2 separate regions of the Bombyx mori genome follow, and region 1 is linked to region 2. The links are chromatin contacts, called in public Hi-C maps. All regions are on one chromosome and are shown on one strand. The core of a region is the stretch at or near the end of the contact, and the rest is flanking DNA. Distances in the headings are between cores, read along the strand shown.

Region 1 (2,813 bases), core at 148-2,647, 79 kb after region 2:
TTTCTATAATATTTTTTATTGCTTAGATGGGTAGACGAGCTCACAGCCTACCTAGTGTTCAGTTGTTACTGGAGCCCATAGACATCTAGAACGTAAATGCTACACCCACCTTGAAATTTAAGTTCTAAGGTATCAGTATAGTTACAACGGCTGCCGCACCTGTCAAACCGAAACGCATTACTGCTTCACGGCAGAAGATAGGCGAGATGGTGATACCTACCCACGCGGACTCACAATACTCCTACCTACTTGTAATTACGCAAATTATATTTTTGCGGGTTTGATTTTTATTATACGATGTTATTCCTTGACCGTTGAAGTCAATCGTGAACATTTGTTAAGAACGTATTTTCAATCCATGTAAAATTTTATTATGTTAATCCGTCTGTCTATTAATGTAGATGTTGATCTATCAGTTTTAATGTCCGAGCAAACTTTGGCCTGATATTCCGCTGCTAAAGTATCCTGTGTACGTGACAAGTTGAATACCGCCACATTTTCTTCAGGCTGCACTTGGCTTCACTAATGTCCATACATGACGGCGCAACCGTCCACCGTCGAGGACTCTTTTCAAACCCTGTTTGAAGGGGAAGTATCACAGCGCGCGGAGCACGCTATATTGCGCTCATTCAAGAACCGAGTGATGACTTGTGGAAAATATATGTCTTAAAATGTTACAGATTTCGTATTAGTTAATTTCCTAAACAAAAAAAACGCTTAAATGCCGAACCGAAGAAATAATTAATTTCATTTTTTCTATCCCGTTTTGGTCGAGATATTAAAGCGATATATAATTATCACATTGTCATCGATGCGTTCCCAAATTTTCTGATTAATCGAAAGTCACCAGATCAGTAAAAATTCAAAACGTTCAAAAATTCCATAACACACAACACAGACCAAGCTAATAAAAGCGTGTTTTTTATTTTTTTTATTGCTTAGATGGGTGGACGAGCTCACAGCCCACCTGCTGTTAAGTGGTTACTGGAGCCCATAGACATCTACAACGTAAATGCGCCACCCACCTTGAGACATAAGTTTTAAGGTCTCAAGTATAGTTACAACGGCTGTCCCACCCTTCAAACCGAAACGAATTACTGCTTTACGGCAGAAATTAGAGCGATATATAATTATCGCATTGTCATTGATACGTCCCCAAAATTTCTGATTAATCGAAAGTTAAAAGATCAGTGAAAATTACGTTAAAAAATTCCATAACACACAACACAGACCAAACTAATAAAAGCGTGTCAAAAAGAGCGCTTTAATGTTTGTTCGTTCGTGTTCTATTCGTTCGCTTCGAAGTTTATTGTTGGCGGTGCGAAGCTATCTGCGGACGTCACGTGCTGGTTTGCTCCAACAACCTCGAGCGGCTCGTAAAATTGTTCGTATTAAATTATTCGCGTATGTTAATAAAATTCCGTCTGTGACCGCCCTTGACTGCTTCTGATACGGACTGATTACGTGCTTTAAAATAATATTTTTGTTAGTACTGTGCGAGGATTTTGAATGAGGAGCATTAAAATAAAATACATAAAGATGGTTCTCTAAACAACAAACAACTGATTGAATCGGGATATACATTCGTTATTGTTTCTGACGTATCAAATTATATAACTATTGCGAACATTGATTAAAACTGACGAGCCCCGGTGTGTTTGATTGTATTGATAACTAGTTTCCACTCGTCAAACCAAAACTAACTTAATCATACGACTTAATAAATATAAAGAGGAAAGACTTGTTTGGCAAGGTCTGCGCTATGCCTTATTTTGTTAAATAGGGCAAATCTGAGCTTGTCGTAGCTAAGGTCCTAGCATTGCCGATGTCCACGAGTAACGCTAACTGATCAGGATCAGGTGGGTCATTGGTGGAGGATATGGTAAACAGTTGACGTCGTCTTAAATACGTCATTTCAGATCCTCGATCCACTAACGGTGCTTTTAGGTACCTCAAGCACCGGTTACCGCTATCATCGAACCCGTGCTTGCGACGAAGGGTTCATCGAGTAAACTAACCCATACACAGCCCACTAAGTTTCTTGCCGGATCTTCTCAGTAGGTCGCGTCTCCGATTCGGTGGTAGATTCTGCGAAGCACTGCTCTCGCTAGGGCCAGAGTTAGCAACACCTCCTGTTTTAAGCCCCGTGAGCTCACTTACACGCTAGGGTAACGCTGAAATAGCATCTCAAGGCTATGAGCATAGGTAGGGAAAAAAAGTGGTGCATCAAGCATAATTCATCTTAAAATATTTAAGACAAGTGGACGAGCCGTAGACAGATGAAGATAAGAGTACGATCCGTAGAACAAACCTACTATTTGGCATCTTTTATATCGTTCCATAAGTCACTCGTGAAAACCCCATCGAACGGAATTGACACTTTCCATATTGGCTTTTAGTCCAAATTTCATTACCACAATATCGCTGCGCTAGTTAGTACCTTTATAAATAAAACAAACCAACATAATGATTGGTCTGATGCAACAGCAGGCGCCTAGGTCCCATCCGTCGTGACTTACGTGACACGACCGACCGGAATTCTATGGAAACATAATGCATACCTACGTGCTTGTCACGGTCAACAGTATGTTTAATACTAATAATAACGTTATCCTGTGTATAATTAATGGTTTTCAAACGGATGTGAAGTCGTGGCTGAAAGAATGGGACGCCAAGTAAACTTTTTGTTTCTTCCTACCTATTCGCTGGTAACCTGACGGGCTACTCCACTTACGGAGAGCAGCAGCAGACGGATAAGTTAGCTCACGGCCCGGCCAGAGAGAATTAGCTAAATTAGCACTAGCAAGAGCAGT
Region 2 (2,976 bases), core at 150-2,649:
TGGCGAGTGCCGTCTTAAACATTACCGTCACGTAATAGTGAAAACGAATTGTGATAAATGTAGGAAGCGCACCGTCCAAGGTGACGGGTCGGACGTGACGCAAAATCACTGAAATTAGAATTCGACGGCGACGTATAACGAAGGCGGTATTTTGAATAATTTACGTTTGATCGCTCTTATTAAGTTTTAGAACTGTAGGTCGTTTATTTCGCACACAATAGATAGGAGAATTAAAAAAGAGCTTTATTCGATCTGGCCGTTAAGACCATTTTCATTTGCCAAAAAAACGCTATAGTTTCAGTGTGCTTAGTGCGAGTTTTTTAACGTTCTCGATAGCGTAAAAGTTAACCTTATTTTGTATGCAGTTGGAACAGCGCCCCTAACGGCAAACGTAGGCAAACGATTCCATTCCATACAAATATAAGCTAACTTTTACGCTATCGAGAACGTTAAAAAACTCGCACCAAGCAGATTGAGCTATAACGAATATATGAAAATACGCGTTCATAATTCCAATGGCGTTTATGTAGATAGGCCAATAATATACTCGGTCCATAACTTCCCAAATCATATTAGATGGGCGATGAGCCATGGTGTAAGGAACAAGAAAAAAAAAACATGAGTCCATTGGTGGAAAGCGCGCTATTATTGACGCAGAAGTTAGCAGACTTCCTTACTGAAAAGTTAATACACAGACACAGCCCACTGAGTTTCTCGCCGGATCTTTTCAGTGGGTCGCGTTTCCGATCCGGTGGTAGATTTTGCGAAGCACTGCTCTTGCTAGGGCTAGTGTTAGCAACGTCCACAGGTTAGAGCCGCGAGAGCTCACCTATGGCTCGGTTACGCTTGCATAGGTACTTAGGTAAGAAAAATTTGCATGATGAATTTTATTGTGGTGCGGACAGCTTTTAGCTAATCACTGTTTAAATGAAGTATAGAAGCTTATGATTCGTTCGATTCGGACGTTTGTTGATTACCAATCACGCTTGCGAGTCAAGCACACACGTGGCACACACTTAGCTCATGATATTAAAAAAGATGTGTGGTGTCGTAGGACACCGGATAGGAATGAAGTTCCATATAAAAAATAAAAAAATACAAGAAAAAAAATCGCGCGGTGAAATATCGCTGTGCGGAAAACAAGGCCTTATTCCACGGACTTTTTCTTACGGTTCTTACTATCACATTTTTTTCAGTTCGGTCGCGCAGCAAAATCCCTATCCCTCCAAGCCTGCCGTAAGGAACTTCGTTCCAAAAATGAATATTCAAAAAATGTATAATATCAAAACAGGGATACAGTCGACAATAAAACTGGTCGTTGAATACAAAACGAATTACGGGCGGATAATTCGAGTCCCCATAACTAACATGTGTGGGCCTCTCAGTCGACCTTGTGTATCGTGTAACTACGAACATAACCTAACATAACAGCCGTTGTGTTGACGGCCTCGTCCCAAGATATCTTATCTTGCGTAGATATTTTATTGAGTTTTTTTTAACGTACGATATGCGGATATTAAATGTTGCGTAATACGTGCCAACTACGCCACATTTGATTCTACGCTACTTCGACGGCGGAGCAATCAGGCGTTCTGGATTGAAAGGCGTGGTAGCCGTTATACTATAGGACTGAAATTTAGACCTCGTCTCGCTTATTAATTGTCACTTTGGGCTGACGAGAATAAGACCCGTATGTTCGCTGTTTATCGTCATCAGCAATCCCTGGGAAGGGGGAAGGGGGGGGGGTTAACCAAATTGCTGACCATAAGACGCGTCAGCGTTAATTTTATTAAATGTAAAAGCTCTGGTGACATACACCGTACCAGGTGGACTATTCGTATCCTACTATAATAAAAATGAACAAAATATCTTTGCTCCAAGATTGTCATTCAGCTATTTGTAAGGATATCGATTTAGAAATTCGGATTCCTTGAAAAGCTTCAGAGTCTTCTTACTCTACTATTTCATGGTGCCACAGATAAGCTGTTGGCGGTCTGTTTCGTGTGAATAACTGTTGAATTCTCAAAATGAAATTGTGGACAAACGACAATGAATCCGTGACCGGCGATGTATAGTAGAAGTCAGGCGATTTTTGTCTAACAAAAAATAGATATTTATAGATAGCAGATATTTATCTTTTATCGTAGCAATATTACCAATAATTTTATTAATTAGGATGACTGAAGATGATTTCTGAAGAAGGTCGAAATCTACTACTCACTCTCACAACACGCCCTACCACAATTAACTACGCAAATTATCAATCTAATGTCAAGGTTGTTATTATTGACAGATAAGTCTATAAAGATGACACGAATTTCCGTAAACAGTCAATATTATAACTGATTAACATAGCTCATATTAATTGACAAATATTTGAAAAAATATTGAACCTGTTGGCATTTAGATTAAGATTGTTATGGATATAGATGAGCGTGGATGTTGCCTTGATTGCATCATTCTTCATATATTTTCAAAGCTAACACTTCTATGCGTACTTAATTCTGCATAAGATCTTTTGTCGATGCCGAAGAAGCGAATCGAAAGAGCCTGCAAATCAATCAATCCATTTATATTAAAGAACGAGAGAGAGAGTTCTTCGTCCAATTAATATAAGCTGGATATCTTAGAACAATTTACTTTTTGTCATTTGAAAAATTTACTTATCAATCCGGCTCACTTTTAATATAGAAATAGTTTTTTTCCAGTGTGTTGAGACTTCGAGTATGCCTTCTTTAATTGCTTAGATGGGTGGACGAGCTCACAGTCCACCTGATGTTAAATGGTTACTGGAACCCATAGACATATACGATGTAAATGCGCCACCCACCTCGAGATATAAGTTCTAAGGTCTCAAGTGTAGTTACAACAGCTGCCCCACCCTTCAAACCGAAGCGCATTACTGCTTCACGGCTGAAATAGGCAGGGTGGTGGTACCTACCCGCGTGGACCGTCACAAGAGGTCCTACCAACAGT

Evidence for each region. Hi-C and Micro-C count contacts between places; a contact is called where the count stands out from the background.
Region 1: a Hi-C map of middle silk gland shows a contact between it and region 2, with 1.6 times the contacts expected there. The contact joins two enhancer-like sites. A contact is called at or near these places in 2 of 7 Hi-C or Micro-C datasets (middle silk gland and whole pupa).

Annotation. Positions count from the first base shown.
Region 1 is chr11:19,213,899-19,216,711 of ASM3026992v2, forward strand. The region is part of intron 4 of LOC101746847 (tRNA dimethylallyltransferase); the gene reads left to right. Among protein-coding and RNA genes, the nearest start is that of LOC134199608, 18 kb to the left of the region's middle. Within about 2 kb of position 1,398, at least 2 of the 8 cell types and tissues checked have open chromatin away from gene starts, as enhancers often do.
Region 2 is chr11:19,134,507-19,137,482 of ASM3026992v2, forward strand. All of the region lies in intron 3 of LOC101746847 (tRNA dimethylallyltransferase), which reads left to right. Among protein-coding and RNA genes, the nearest start is that of TRNAT-AGU, 19 kb to the left of the region's middle. Within about 2 kb of position 1,400, at least 2 of the 8 cell types and tissues checked have open chromatin away from gene starts, as enhancers often do.